5 separate regions of the Mus musculus genome follow, and regions 1, 3, 4 and 5 are each linked to region 2. The links are chromatin contacts, called in public Hi-C and HiChIP or PLAC-seq maps. All regions are on one chromosome and are shown on one strand. The core of a region is the stretch at or near the end of the contact, and the rest is flanking DNA. Distances in the headings are between cores, read along the strand shown. Region 1 overlaps Stk31 (serine threonine kinase 31). Region 2 holds the start of Gsdme (gasdermin E). Region 3 has its middle 110 kb from the start of Gm31226. Region 4 overlaps Gm31226 (a long non-coding RNA gene). Region 5 has its middle 84 kb from the start of Gm31226.

Region 1 (2,700 bases), core at 98-2,597, 850 kb before region 2:
GTGAATGGGCAGGACAAGGCAACTTCCGGAACTACTATCTCATAACAGATCAGTGGGTTCCAAAGATAACCTTGGTGAAACACCTGAAAGTCAGTTGTCATCCATCCTCAGCAAGTGTCAGGTGAGCCTAGAAGTTCACAACTAAGATGATAACTAAGGTTGAAATGAGCAAGGTCTAATACAGCATGGAAAGGTTCCATCAATTTGCTTCCTCCAAAGATCAAGGTCAGGTACAAAGCATAGATAGGAGGTGCTAACTTAATTTGTTCTCTGTAATCCTTGGCGATTCTCTCTGAACTATTATGTTTACATGACCTGGAGCCTGTTCTGGGAGCCTCCCTCATTTCTCCACACCTGATCAACTCAGTGGATTTGACTTAGTCGGCTCAGACATACTCAAGGCCAAAGGTAAATGTGGCCCTGCTTTCCCGCTGCACCTCTGGCTCACTAGGTCAGAGTGACCCTGGGTTGGCACATGCCTCCAGCCTCCCATTCACCATCCCTGGCTGTCGGGGCAGTTCTAGCTGGGCGAACAGTCTACACCCCAGCTTTATCTTTTGCTGTGTCCCCTCCTTGGTCTGGGGGATCACCCACTCCTGGGACAGGCTTGTGTGCTTCATCTGTATTCTGTCAAGGATGTCTTCTCCTTAGGCAGATGCTCCTTAGCACACAATGCCTTTCTATCAGATTTTTCCTTAGCAACCCTAGCTCAACATAAATACTACTTCACCTAGAAGAACCTAGACAGGCCTCTTTTTCTGCTTAACCTTAAAAGAATATTTCTCCTTTAGCTTCTTTTATTTTTCAGATACTCTTTACATGTTGGTCTAAGTTACTGACATCTGCCATAGCCTTTCTTACTTTATAAAGATCTTGCTACACCAAAGGACTCAGCAAAGACACTAAAGCTTGATACTAGCCTTGAGGTCCCTTTGCTTAACTTCTCTGTGAACAGAGTTCTATCTGGGCCAGTGAACTGGGGTTCAAATATAGCCTCCCTATTCTTAGTTCCCTTAATAGTACCTTCCTCTTCTCTACGAACTTCCAGTTTTTGATATTTATGGAGACTTTGGATAGAGATAACTGTAGGCTACTTGAACCGGGTTCCTGAAAGGGAGGCTGGGGCTGCATGGGAGAAAATGGTGAGAGAAATAACGAGACCAAGACAAAGATACTGATCAAAGCCCAAAATTTACTTAAGAGTCTGAGCTTATAAAGTGGGGGGTGGGGTGGGGGGAACCCATCCCATCCCCCATCACACCAGGATCTCCTTTCATCTGGATAGAGTCAGGAGAACAGGTTCAGCATCTCAGCAGGTAGCTGCATCTTGGAGAAAATGGCAGAGGTGGCAGAACAATAGACCTATCTAGGTTGGAAGACTCCACCCTAGGTGGTCTTGTTCATAGAGGAGGAACAGGTCTGAGCCAGCCTGCTCAAGGCTGGGGGAGGCTACAATTCCTCCCTAATTATATAATAAAAATTAGCTGTACTGGGACTTAAAATTTACTTATGCTCCATGGTCCTGCCTGGGAATTATGGTGGCTGGCGGCCACGCATGTCTTAGGATTGTGGTCTTCAAATAACTTATTCTTATCCATCCTCGGGAGCATGTGCAGCTTGTTTGTGTTTATTTGCACAAACACAGCTCTGTGGTGTTGTTATGTACATATGTATATATAGACTATTAGTATATAAATTAAAGCTTGATTTTTCAACATTTTAAAACACTGGCTACAGCACACAATTTAATTATCTGTGCTGAAGCAGGAGGAAACTCAAAAGAATAAACATGTGATCCAATCACATATACTTTTCTCCCATAGAAGGGCTGTTTTTAAATACAGTAGATGTAGTCTTTATGGGATGCATGCATGCATAAATTTACAGAAAATACAAAAGCATGCATAGAAGCAATCTTTAACAACTTATCTTTTGGATAATAATTATCAGTTTTACCTAGAAAGTCTATGCAGTAGGCCAAATATCAATATTCTGCAATAACCAATTTAATTGCTGTTTGGAACAAAGAACAGATGCCTCGTCAGGTTTTTAAGACACATTTTTGTTGTTGTTGTTGTTGTTTTTCTAAAATTCCTTCATGATTTTATCTTACAATTCTTTATTAGCACCACAGCAATGTCATAATAGGATGTTAAAACTTTACTTGGAGATGAAGAAAGATGATTTTACATTAATGTTCTCTTTTGCCAAAGAATTGCTGTGGGCACACTGAGTAACAATAACTAAAATAAGCAGCTAATATTTGATTACCATTGATTAAAATTGATAACAATTAATTATAAAAGCTTCCTCTACTTTCTGCAAAGCCTTTTGTTTCTCACCAGTTAATTTGCCTCTCCGTTGATAACATCCAACAAAGGCTTAAGTCACCTTAAGGCATTAAGGTAAGGTCTTAGCCAATTAACATCTCCTGGAAGCTTTTGAAAATAATTTGAAGTAAGCAAATCATCTTTTCTTTCTTAAATTTTCTGTACCACAATCTTTCTAGGATAACTAAGACCCTAAATATTAAAAAGATATTGCCTTTGAATATTTTCTGGCTCATCAGCTACTCTCCAGAACTTTAAAGCTCATTGTGTGAGAGGAAAGAGTTGAAGTAATATATTCCATTTAAGAAACAATATACACTGAAGGATTCAAAGTCTTATCTTCTTATATTGAAGTAGAGACAGAAAAAAA
Region 2 (2,700 bases), core at 6-2,505:
CACAGCTTGTAATCTGGGTACTCAGGGCTAGAGAGGTTGAGGCAGGAGAATTACAAATCCAAGACCAGGCTGGCCCTCACAGACAGATAATATCTTTAAAAAAATGTTTTAATTAATTTTCAAAGGTAAACACAGTTATGGGGATTGGCAGAGCTTTCCTGTAATCCTACCACTTGGCCATGGGAGAAGCCCCAGGATCAGAGTGTTCAAGGGCAGACCAGGCTCCCAGGACTGGATCTCAAAAAGAAACGAGAAGATTCCTATGTATAAAGAGGAGACCTCTCCAAGGACTCCAGAGTTCAAAAAGAACAAGAACACCCTGTGGCCAATATACAGCTTCCTCAGGAGGCAGGCCATCCTGGAGTCCAGGGATGTGGGCAGGCAGTCTAGGTTGCTGCTCTCTCTGATCAGGGGTCCAGCCTTTCTTACAAGAAGCACTCCTAGGTGATGCATGTTGAAGAGAATTCATTGTTATTGCATATCTAGATTCTGTTCCTCCAACAGCTCAGATCTTTTCCTTCCACTCCCAACTCTGCCTACGGGTTGACTGTCACCTGGGCCCAGCTGTCCTGGAGCATCCTCCCTGACTCCTCTCTCCAAGTCCCATTCAGACTCCCAGTGAGTGGCTGGCTGTTTTGTTCAGGCTTCAGCAAAGCCTGGAAGCTGCCTGGTGTCTTTCCCTGAGGGGTGCAAGTGGGAAGAACCCCTCCCCAAACGGCCACTCCAGGCAAAAGGCCTCACAGTGAAGAGGTTCAGTCAGTTACCCCAGGTCAGGCAGGACCCATGCCAGCCTGTGATCTTCCTGCACATGCACTCATGCACACACTGGATCCTTCTGACACCGACACAGGAGAGAGATTAGAAGACAAAGGATGGATGCATGGGATATGGTGAAGGCATGGTGAGATGGGGTGCCAGAGAACACCAGCTGCACTTGCCACATCCCAGGACCACAGGAGTGGTGGTGATCATGGTGGAAGGGGCAAGGATGGAATGGAGACAGGGCGAGAATGAGACTATGGGTAAGAAGGAGCAGCTGCTCCTACTGGAAGGTGGGGAGAAAAAAGGAGATCACTACCCCAATCGCCCGCCTCTGGGAGATGTAAGGGGATCTTCCGGGGCAAAGGGGAGCCGACAATTTGCCCCAGGCCAGGACACAATGCGGGCGGAGGGAAGAGGAGCCCAAGCGGAACCCGCAGCTCGCGCCCGCCGCCACTTACCCGCGCGCCGCCTCTCCGTCCTGCACGCTCCGTTCTTTCACGCGCACGCGCGCGTTCCCGGACACCCACAGAGAAGAGGAGGGAGGGCCTGGACCTTTGCTCCGTCCTGCCCCTGGATGCCTCAGCCGGTCCACAAGCTAAGGGATGGCGCCGGGGGCGGGGCTGAACCCGGGAGCTGGGGGACCTGGCAGCAGAGTTAAAGGCGCTAGCTGGTCTAGGAGATCCAGGCAGCACCAGAGACTACTTCTAACCAGACACTGCCTGTCTTCCTTCCGGAACTGCCAACCGTCCGGGTCAGTCTCTGGCTCTCCATCTGCTCCACAGGAGGAAGATGGGGACGAGACTGTGGCCTACTGGCTACAGTTCCCTCATCCCACCCACCTCCCCTTCTCTATGCCCCTGGTTCTCCAGAGCCTGTCCAGGCACTAAGAGGGTGTGAGCTGTCAGCGTGGCTTTGCAGTGTCCAGGAAACTCCCACCTTGGCCTTGGCAACCCTTGCACTTGTTTGGGGCTTGGAGCTTGGTGTTGAGTAGCTTAATCAGAGAGGTAAGCTCTCTGAAGGCAGAATCAAGCCTACAGGCGCTTGGTAAACTGAGGGAGAGGATTGAAGCAGAACGTTGCACCCTCTGAGTCAATTTTTATAGGATGTTCTTTCCCGTGCAATAAATAGAAAAAGAGAATTCTCCTTCTGCACCCCCACCTCCAAGCCCCGGATTTACACACTCAGAGAGTAGCCGCACTTTGTGGCTGCCCCAGTGGGGAGGAGCCTGGGAGGCTGCTAAAAGGGTGGAGTCTCTTTTGGTCCCCTCACGTCAAACCTCTCCTAACTATCCACACTACTACCCTCTGTAGCTCCTTCCATACTCTATGATTCTCCTGTGCTCCAACAGCCACCACTCTACTATATGTAGAATACAAACGTCTTCCCTAAATCTTCATGTCTCAGAGGACAGTAACTTTTGTCTGCTTTATTGACAGTGTCCGGCTCCAAACTTGAAACTTACTGCATAGTAGATACTCAGTAAATTATGCTTGGATTAAATGAGATGGCCAGCATAGCATGCAAAGGTGCCTGGCGCCAAGTCTGACCATCTGATTGGGTCCCAGAGCCCACACAGTGGAAGAACTGATTCATACAGGGTACCCTTCAGTTATCCCCTGACACACACATGTATATAATAAAAAAAAAATCTTTTAGAGAAATGAACTGTCGCGTTTGTTCCTCAGACGGGGCAGATGGAGATTGTGGGGTGGACTTCATAAGTTATCCCGGTTCAAGCTTTCTTTTCTAGCAACTTAAGCCATGTAAGGGGATGAAGATTTTTGGTGTCCATCGCCTTTTGACCTGGCCGGTTAGCTTAAGGTCATCCTCAAAGCTGGTCCAGGCAATGCTTATACTGAAGGCCCCAGTTCTGTTCAGCTAGCTCCTCACTTGTAACTGATGTGCACAAGGAAGGCATAGGAGGTGGGTATTGGATGA
Region 3 (2,700 bases), core at 42-2,541, 740 kb before region 2:
TATGAACATAGTGGAACATGTGTCCTTATTACATGTTGGAACATCTTCTGGGTATATGCCCAGGAGAGGTATTGCTGGATATTCCTGTAGTACTATGTCCAATTTTCTGAGGAACCGCCAGACTGATTTCCAGAGTGGTTGTACCAGCTTGCAGTCCCACCAGAAATGGAGGAGTGTTCCTCTTTCTCCACATTCTTGCCAGCAACTGCTGTACCTGAATTTTTGATCTTGGCCATTCTGACTGGTGTGAGGTGGAATCTCAGGGTTGTTTTGATTTCCATTTCTCTGATGTAATCATTTCCATTACATCAGGATGTTGAACATTTTTTTTTCAGGTGCTTCTCAGCCATTTGGTATTCCTCAGTTGAGAATTCTTTGCTTAGCTCTGTGCCCCATTTTTAATAGGGTTATTTGTTTTTCTGGAGTCCATCTTCTTGAGTTCTTTGTATATATTGGATATTAGTCCCCTGCAACATTCTTTTAATAAGGGTTCAACCTCTCCTCTAGCCCACCACCCAGCAGAGGTAGTGGAAGAAAAAGTTATTAGGAAAGTGGGTAATTGGACCTATTCAGCAGTAGTTCTTTGGGGACAAGCTGGATTTTCTTTGGTAGCAGTTCAGTCCTGTTGAGTCATGACTCAGCAGCTGCAGACCAGTTGTCTAGGTAGGCAGACACCAGGCATGAACCAGCAGCTGCAGTCCAATCCTTTCAGCAAGCAAGCACCAGGCAGCTCAAGTTCAACCTGAACAAACTGCCAGGCTTTCCAACCAGCCTAGGGTGAGGCTGCAGAGGCAACAAGCTGCTGCAGGAACCTCACGAGCAGTTCTTGGGAGAGTTTCTCTCAATGGTAGCATTATCACAGGTTAAGCTCAACAATACAATGTAAGGCAAACCAATTCATGTGGGTCGTTATCAAAGAATAGCAAGGCACAGCAAACCAAGCCAAAGCTCAGGGCTCATCCCCCACTGTCCGTGGGGTCATATTTGTACACCTTCATCAAGAGTCCTTTCATGTGTCTGCTATATCCAAACATCCTTTTACCTGTCTGCTTCAGGAAAACAGCCTTTCATGTGTCTGCTTTAGCAAGACATCCTTTCACCTGTGTGCCTCAGCAAAACATTATTTGACATAAACTGAACTTTCCAAAGAGCTAGACATTTCCACTTCATGAAAGTTCTTGGGATTTGGGCACAAGGTGAAGAAATCTCTTTCCCAAGTAGTTTGGTGTTAGAGAGTACAAGTGGTGGAGACAAGAACAAACACTGGGGGCCTCTGTTGCTCTACAGAAAAGAATTCTGGACAGTAAGCTCACAGCATCGGTAGAGGGTGAAAAGAGCCACATGATTTTTGCCCAGCTCTTCTGCAGTTGAGTGTTTCTGGCTTTAGAGATACTGGCTGGCCAGGAAGGCATTTTCTTGAAGTCATAGACTGGTGCTTTTGCATACCTGCCTGAGGAATCCTCAGTCTCCCTTTCCAGTCTCTCTTCCTCCTTCTTGCTTGTTGCCATGATTAGTTACTTTAGAGAAAATTGCTGCAGAATTATATTTTTGGTTACAACAGGTATTTTGGGGGATGTAAACTATTTGTTAAAAAACTCCATGCTGAGATATGTCTCAGTTGCTACCACCAAGCTCTCATAACTCCCCAGGTACTGTGCAGGTTAATGCTTTGATATTTATTTGCCTTTTCTGACTTGAGCATCCTGATTCATTTTTATCTGATAGTGGCTCCATTTCTGGCCATCAGCTGGTAACTTCATCTCACAAGCGCTATGATGAACGGCACATAAGAAGTGCAGGCGCGGTCTTGGTCACGATGCTGGTACTTGCCTGAGTCACCGCTTGCATCATCAGCTGCAATCTGATTGTGATTCATAAAATCTTATTTCCACTGCATCTTTTCTAACCCCTGCCTACGCTTTGGCTATGGTGATAAATATGGAATGGCACTTGGTTTTAGGAGAAAACCTAGGTAATATCCTGTGAGCTGCTATGAAATGTTCTAAAAACTTTAAACAATAATCTTTATCTGCATTAATTAATCCCATTTCGCCCTGTTGTTTTTTTTTTTTTTTTTTTTTTTTTTTAGCTTGTTTAAGGTTATGCTTGGAGGGTTTATCAAATTGGTTACTAAGTAGTGATCTGAACAAATTAAGTAGTGATCTGAACAAAATTTCACTGAATTTTTGCAAATTGGGAAAAGATGTGGTTTATAACATGGCAATCTGAACCTGGTGGCCATCGATAGCTTTTATCAGTTAGTAACTTCAGGCCCTGATACAATCATTGATTTTAAAGTGTACTTTGGAGACTTGAGATATGTTCAGTGATCATTTACCTACGATGGTCAAAGAACTGGGTTTGATGAAAAAGTCTTTATTCCTTCTGTATCTCCTTTTTGCTTTTTGGACTTTGTTTGATTTTCTACTTTTCCTCTTTTCTTTTCTTTTCTTTTCTTTTCATTTCTTCTCTTTTCTTTTCTTTTCTTCTCTTCTCTTCTCTTCTCTTTTCTTTTCTTTTCTTTTCTTTTCTTTTCTTTTCTTTTCTTTTCTTTTCTTTTCTTTTCTTCTTTCTTTCCTCCTTTCCTTTCCTTTCCTTTCCTTTCCTTTCCTTTCCTTTCCTTTCCTTTCCTTTCCTTTCCTTTCCTTTCTTCTCTCTGTCTCTCTGTCTCTCTGTCTCTCTGTCTCTCTGTCTCTCTCT
Region 4 (2,700 bases), core at 105-2,604, 600 kb before region 2:
CTGTGAGCAATTAACCTCCGTGCCAAAAGGAATACTTAACATAATTGTCCGAAAGTTGGGGTGCCAAGCTGTGGCATTTATATTGTTAAACAACATTCCCTCTGGTCTCTGATGCTGATGATCCCTTGTTGTTTTGATTCCCTTGTATGGGGACCTATGGGGTTAAGATCTTCTAGAATACTCAAGAAGGAAATTGCTCTCCTTTCCTGAGAAATTTCCTTTATCTCTGTAAAGACCTTATTTGTACAGCCATTTACTGTTTTGATAATAAGAAATAATTAACTAGTGATTCATCGTATTCTTTGATTTTGTTGGAAGTGTTGCTTGCAATGCTTTAATAACTTTTAGATTGTAATTAACTTAATGTGTATGAGTGTTATACCTGCATGTGTATTTCTGCAGCAGGTGCTGTCTGGTGCTTGAGGAGGCCAGAAGAAGGTGATGGGGCCCTTGGAATTGGGCTACAGACAGCTATGGACTTCCATGTGGGTGCTGGGTATCAAACCTAGCTCTTCTGCAAGAGCAGCCAGTGCTCTTAACCACCGAGCTGAGTCTCCAGCCCCTCCATTTGTAACATTAACAGAGATTTGGCAACGGTACAGACACTTAGTAGATTAATTATCTCTTCTATACAGTGGGTCCCTATTCCTACTCACATGCATATGTCTGTCTGTCTGTCTGTCTGCCTGCCTTTGTATCTGCCTGCCTGCTTGCCTGCCTGTATCTGACTCTGTCTTTCTCTCTTTGGGAAAATATACATTGTGTTCAGATCTCTGTCCTCTAGATGGGATTTTTCTATGGGATTTGGTTTATTTTCTAATGTCTCAGGCCAGTACCCATTGGTTATGCTTGCTATTTGCTCTCTCCGAGTTCTCTTATCTGTAGCATGCATGACTCCTTCTGAACTGTAGTTGAATTATTTGTGACTATGTTTCTCCATAGATTATTTGATACGGGCATTAGTCATAGAAACTTTAAAGAACTCACTCCATTTGATTTAGTATTATAAGTTACAGAAAATAATATTAAGGACATATTAGTGGTCATGGAAGGCATCAGACAAGGTTTTGGCAGGCTGAGTCATGCAACTGGGCTGTAATACAGCTTACGTGTCCTGTCAGCCATGTAAGTACTACCCGGGGTAAACGATGTAATACATTTCTATTACAGGTGACACGAAGATATGCTGGTTTTGTACATTTTGATGCTGTGCCTTGTGCTATCCATCGACTAGTTCAGCTCTGATTGTTCAGGTGTTTGATGACTCATGCATCAACGCCTCCCTGCCACACTACAGGAAGTGAAGCCCAGTGCACAGAGGCAGCTGCAGAGCCCTCTGGTGACTCATATGCTGATTGCGACTTTGTCATTTTGGTGTTGATCCTTGGTAAACTGAACTGACAAACCAGCCAGTCAGCTGCCTCCAGGGTTGAAAGAGTCTAGCAGGCACTCTCTCCAGTCTGCACCAACAGAGCAGATCTCTCACCAGAGGCCTCCTCCCCACTTATCTGCAGAAGTCTGCTTCCCTCCATGGGCAAGGAGACAAGGGACTTTGGCATGTCATATCCCCACAACCCCCAGCGGTGAAACTGCAAAGGTCTTCACAGTTCTTCCTCTCGGGTTCTTACACAATACTTCTGTCCTTGCAAATGCCTGTTCTCCCATTCACATCATCCCAGACTCACCCAAGTTCGCCCTGGGTTTCAGGTTGCTCACAGTGTCCGCTTCTTGCACTCTGTCTCCCTCCCCCTCATTTATTCTTGCTTTGTCTCATCCTCAGACTCTCACTCTCTTGCTCTGCGAGTGTGTTGAATGATAAGTATTTTACCAGAGTTTGGAGGAGATGGGCTCAGGGTGCAGAGAAATTGTCCCCAGCATGGCATGAATAAAGCCTTAAGTAGCCATGGTGCTGTTTCCCCTTGATGCTTGCCCCTGGAGAGCAGATGTCCCATGACTGCCACTGTGTCCACCTTTTCTTCATGCCTTCTTCCTTACCTGTTGGTGCCTTTCCAGGAACTTCCTTGCGGCCCTCGTCTCTAAACCCCTCTATTCTGCTTTTTCCAGTAGAAGTAAGGCCTCCCTGGGCTTCCCCAAAATGCAGACATATACATGCTCAGCCTAAAATTCAGGAACAAGCGATCAGTCCTCCTAACACCACCGTCCCTCAGAATCTGAGGAGGTACGGATGAGTGTACACAATCTGTAACCTAAGCATTTCCTTCTAAATATTTATCTGATGCATTTTTGAATATTTTGAAAGGCCTTTAGTCTCCCATTCCATTGTAAGATCAAATGTTCCTATTTTTCTCTATTCAAAGGAGTTTTCACTATTCACACATCACAGGGAAATCGATGAACTCATTCACCATTCCCACCACCCTCCCTCCACCTTCTCCCCACCTGCCTTCCAATATACATTTACATCCATTTCATGCAATTCTCTCCCTTCCTCTCCTCCCTCCTCCCCCATTTTGTCATTTCCCCCTTTAAATGGTAGAAATTGCAAGCTTTCCTTTCTTGACAGTTATGATTAAGGGACTCTGCACCTGCTCAGGTGAGTGAATGGGAGAGACGCTGAAGCACATACTTATGCTAACTAATACCTTAGTCTCCTTCCATGTCTGCAAAAAAAGGTTTGCAGCTCAGAGGGACCGCCCCTTAAGTAAGTGCATTAAGCATTTCCTGTTCAAGTTCCTCACG
Region 5 (2,700 bases), core at 59-2,558, 540 kb before region 2:
TATTCTCTTAGTACCAATATAGAATACTTCTATTGAGAAATAACATTGAGAGACTGTCTGTATACACAGGCCAGACTTCTCTGGCTGCTCAGCTATTCATGGAGAGATGGCTCCTGTACCCCTGCCTCTCAACAAAGGGGATCCTATGTTTGTATCATGTTGCTTAGGAACTCAACAAACCCCATCCCAGTTCTTCTGGACTGGCAGGTACTCTGTCTTCAGTTTTGTGCTCCCTACCCTGAGTTATTTCAAAACAAGTTGTTATCCATACCTCCTAGATTCTTCTGGAGAAGGAAAGGGCTAATTAAACTGGAGACCTTCTGGAAACATAGTGCCTGGCTCTGTGGGATGGCATGTTTGCTTCTCTCTCCACACCTGCCTCCAAGGCTCTCTTCTACAGGTCTATGGGTGGTGGTTTTTTTTTTTTTTTTTTCTTCTCAATTTTCGAGCCTTCCTAGAGCTCTTTCATCTTGGAGTCTCTGAGCATCTGTCTTCCCAAGTTGTTGTCAGACAAAGCACCAGAGGGAGCCCTTCTGGTATTTAAATCCTGTGACTTCAGGAAATACAAATAGGTTCTCCCAGAGAGCTAACAATTGTAGGCAGTGAGGGGATGGATAAGGAAGGAAGACAGCCAGTTGTTAAATGTTAGCAGCTTGAAATCATCCAGCCAAGGTGGGAGGATTCACATCCTGGCACGTGGCAATTGCAGAGTACCCTTTCTTCCTTTCAGGCATTTCTGACAAGCCTTACAAATAAGGCAAGACAAGGCTGGAGGCAAACCAGAGGTGCACTTTCTCAGATGTCTCAAGAGGTTGGCTCACTGCCATATAATCTAAAGTTTTTCTGTTCCCCCAAACAACAGCCAAGAGGCCTTTAGCTGGTGAGATTTCAGTGCAGGCAAACAAATACCTATCTTTGTTGCCCTACTAAACCAGCTTCCCAGGAAACTCAGCCAGATAAATGAGAACGACAAAGGAGTGAAGTCTCCCAGGACCCATCAAGAAGGAATTACTCATTAAGGATCCCAGTGTGGGGTAGCTGAATGCCACTATTATTAAGCAGGTCTATGCACAGACATTTACAGACCCAGCACACTGCTGGAGATGATTCCCTGCAGGAAGTAGCAGATGACCCAAAGGATTCCTCTCATTTCTCAAGCCTGAGATCCATGGTTCTGTTCTCAGTTTCTCTGGCCAAACACTGCCCTGTAGCTTTTCATCTGATTTTGCACAGGTCTCCTGGAGACAAGGATCTGGGAGCTGATTTCCATGACATCTCCACCCACACCCACAGTAAACATATCACTAGGCAGGCAGGCAGCATAAGTAGATGTCAGATCCTGTACTGGAGTGGTGGTGAACAGGATGGATCATTAGTCCTCAGATGAAGGCAGCTAGCTGCTGGGGCTCCTCCTATTCCTATCCAGATACCCAAGAAAGACAGATGCTGTCATGTCTCTATTGTAGTCTCATGGATTCATTCCTGGTAAAGGTGACATTAGAATCACCAAGGTGCAGATTGGACCTTGATGTTAAATATTCAGTCAGTGAGAGTTTGGAGTCCAATGAGGATGGACCATACCCATCAGCTTTGGACACTCCCTCCCCCCAATCTCCTGTACCCCTGGAAACAGGTTAATTTTAAGGAAGAAAAGCGTTACAGTTGCCCCTCAAGATTTGAAACACCACATGAAAGGACATGGGGGAAGATGTCAGCTGCAGAGCTTTGTTGAAGGTCATGAAGAAAAGGCTAAGTCTTAGTAAAGCATAACTGTTTTATAGATTTTAATTTTTAAAGTTCACTCAGTTGTATGGATTTTGGTTGGTTGAGTGGGCTCTGAAGCATGTCTGGCCCTCAGTGAGGGCTTGCCATGACTGCCAAAAGATGGGGCTGGAGAACTGGATCAGAGGTTAAGAGCTCTGGCTGCCCTTCTAGAGGACCTGGGTTCTGTTCCCAGTACTATGTGGTGGGTCAAAACCCTCTGTAATTTCAGTTCTCAGGGATCTAGTGGCATTTTCTGACCTTCATGGGCACTGCACACACACCCACACACATGGGGAATGCGCATACATGCATGCAAAATGTTCATATACATTTTAAAAATTAAAAATGTAATGTTCTAAAAATAAACTTCTAGAGAATAATAAGACTATAAAGATGTAACTATTGTTCCCCCCTGCCCACTTTAAGGTTTCATCCAAATGGGCCTGTCGTGACAGAGAAAGAGACTGTCTCAGGCACTCTGAGATATGTACTTATCTAGCCTTGATGCTGTTGCTTACAGACCCTCACTAAGCAGCTCATACTTGGAGTCTGTCTAACTCTGGCCCCTGCTCTCCCTTCAGGCTGGCCAGCATTCTAAGCCCATGTATCCTGACACTGGCCATTCTCAGCCTCTTCTTCATGTGGCTGCTTGCAGATTTCTCATGTTGAGCATGTCTGCTTGTCCTTTCCTTCCTTCTCTTTTTAAAAGATGTGTTTTTTATGTGTATGATTGTTTTGCTTACCATGTGTGTATAGTGCTGGAGGAGGTCAGAAGAGGGCCTCAGACTCCCTGCAACAGGAGTTACAGACTGTTGCGAGGTGCCCCGTGGAAGCTAGGAACTGAACCCAGATCCTCTGTAAAAGCAGCAAATGTTCTTAACCACTGAGCCATCACCTAGCTCTATAGTCATCTCAAAAAATATTGACCATTTTTCC

Evidence for each region. A called contact is a pair of places that touch in the nucleus more often than the background predicts. HiChIP or PLAC-seq counts read pairs in DNA pulled down with a chosen protein or histone mark.
Region 1: a contact with region 2 is called in an H3K27ac HiChIP or PLAC-seq map of embryonic stem cells, with 6 times the contacts expected there. The contact joins the enhancer-like site here to the promoter of Gsdme in region 2. A contact is called at or near these places in 7 of 39 promoter capture datasets (the 3T3-L1 cell line, cranial neural crest, embryonic stem cells and 3 more), 1 of 115 datasets of contacts at active chromatin or transcription factors (embryonic stem cells) and 2 of 9 other capture datasets (embryonic stem cells and liver).
Region 3: a Hi-C map of the N1E-115 cell line shows a contact between it and region 2, with 10 times the contacts expected there. The contact joins the enhancer-like site here to the promoter of Gsdme in region 2. A contact is called at or near these places in 17 of 39 promoter capture datasets (the 3T3-L1 cell line, the C10 cell line, the HPC-7 cell line and 11 more), 2 of 484 Hi-C or Micro-C datasets (the N1E-115 cell line and cortical neurons), 10 of 115 datasets of contacts at active chromatin or transcription factors (SST interneurons, T-cell acute lymphoblastic leukemia, bone marrow-derived macrophages and 5 more) and 2 of 9 other capture datasets (adipose tissue and liver).
Region 4: a contact with region 2 is called in a FOXA1 HiChIP or PLAC-seq map of pancreatic cancer cells. The contact joins the enhancer-like site here to the promoter of Gsdme in region 2. A contact is called at or near these places in 8 of 39 promoter capture datasets (the C10 cell line, embryonic stem cells, hippocampal neurons and 3 more), 1 of 484 Hi-C or Micro-C datasets (the N1E-115 cell line), 3 of 115 datasets of contacts at active chromatin or transcription factors (embryonic hindbrain, pancreatic cancer cells and stem cell-derived neural progenitor cells) and 1 of 9 other capture datasets (liver).
Region 5: a contact with region 2 is called in a Hi-C map of the N1E-115 cell line, with 4 times the contacts expected there. The contact joins the enhancer-like site here to the promoter of Gsdme in region 2. A contact is called at or near these places in 1 of 39 promoter capture datasets (hippocampal neurons), 1 of 484 Hi-C or Micro-C datasets (the N1E-115 cell line), 1 of 115 datasets of contacts at active chromatin or transcription factors (embryonic stem cells) and 1 of 9 other capture datasets (adipose tissue).

Annotation. Positions count from the first base shown.
Region 1 is chr6:49,411,879-49,414,578 of GRCm38.p6, forward strand. All of the region lies in intron 6 of Stk31 (serine threonine kinase 31), which reads left to right. Among named protein-coding and RNA genes, the nearest start is that of Stk31, 18 kb to the left of the region's middle. Within about 2 kb of position 1,348, at least 8 of the 459 cell types and tissues checked have an H3K27ac peak or open chromatin away from gene starts, as enhancers often do. A contact at or near this core is called in embryonic stem cells, where this site is marked.
Region 2 is chr6:50,260,514-50,263,213 of GRCm38.p6, forward strand. Gsdme (gasdermin E) reads right to left here and starts at 1,256. Exons shown (of 10, transcript NM_018769.4): 1 at 1,221-1,256.
Region 3 is chr6:49,522,075-49,524,774 of GRCm38.p6, forward strand. No RefSeq gene overlaps it. Among named protein-coding and RNA genes, the nearest start is that of Gm31226, 110 kb to the right of the region's middle. Within about 2 kb of position 1,292, at least 11 of the 459 cell types and tissues checked have an H3K27ac peak or open chromatin away from gene starts, as enhancers often do. A contact at or near this core is called in the N1E-115 cell line and SST interneurons, where this site is marked.
Region 4 is chr6:49,655,452-49,658,151 of GRCm38.p6, forward strand. The region is part of intron 2 of Gm31226 (a long non-coding RNA gene); the gene reads left to right. Among named protein-coding and RNA genes, the nearest start is that of Gm31226, 23 kb to the left of the region's middle. Within about 2 kb of position 1,355, at least 54 of the 459 cell types and tissues checked have an H3K27ac peak or open chromatin away from gene starts, as enhancers often do. A contact at or near this core is called in the N1E-115 cell line and pancreatic cancer cells, where this site is marked.
Region 5 is chr6:49,716,108-49,718,807 of GRCm38.p6, forward strand. No RefSeq gene overlaps it. Among named protein-coding and RNA genes, the nearest start is that of Gm31226, 84 kb to the left of the region's middle. Within about 2 kb of position 1,309, at least 12 of the 459 cell types and tissues checked have an H3K27ac peak or open chromatin away from gene starts, as enhancers often do. A contact at or near this core is called in the N1E-115 cell line, where this site is marked.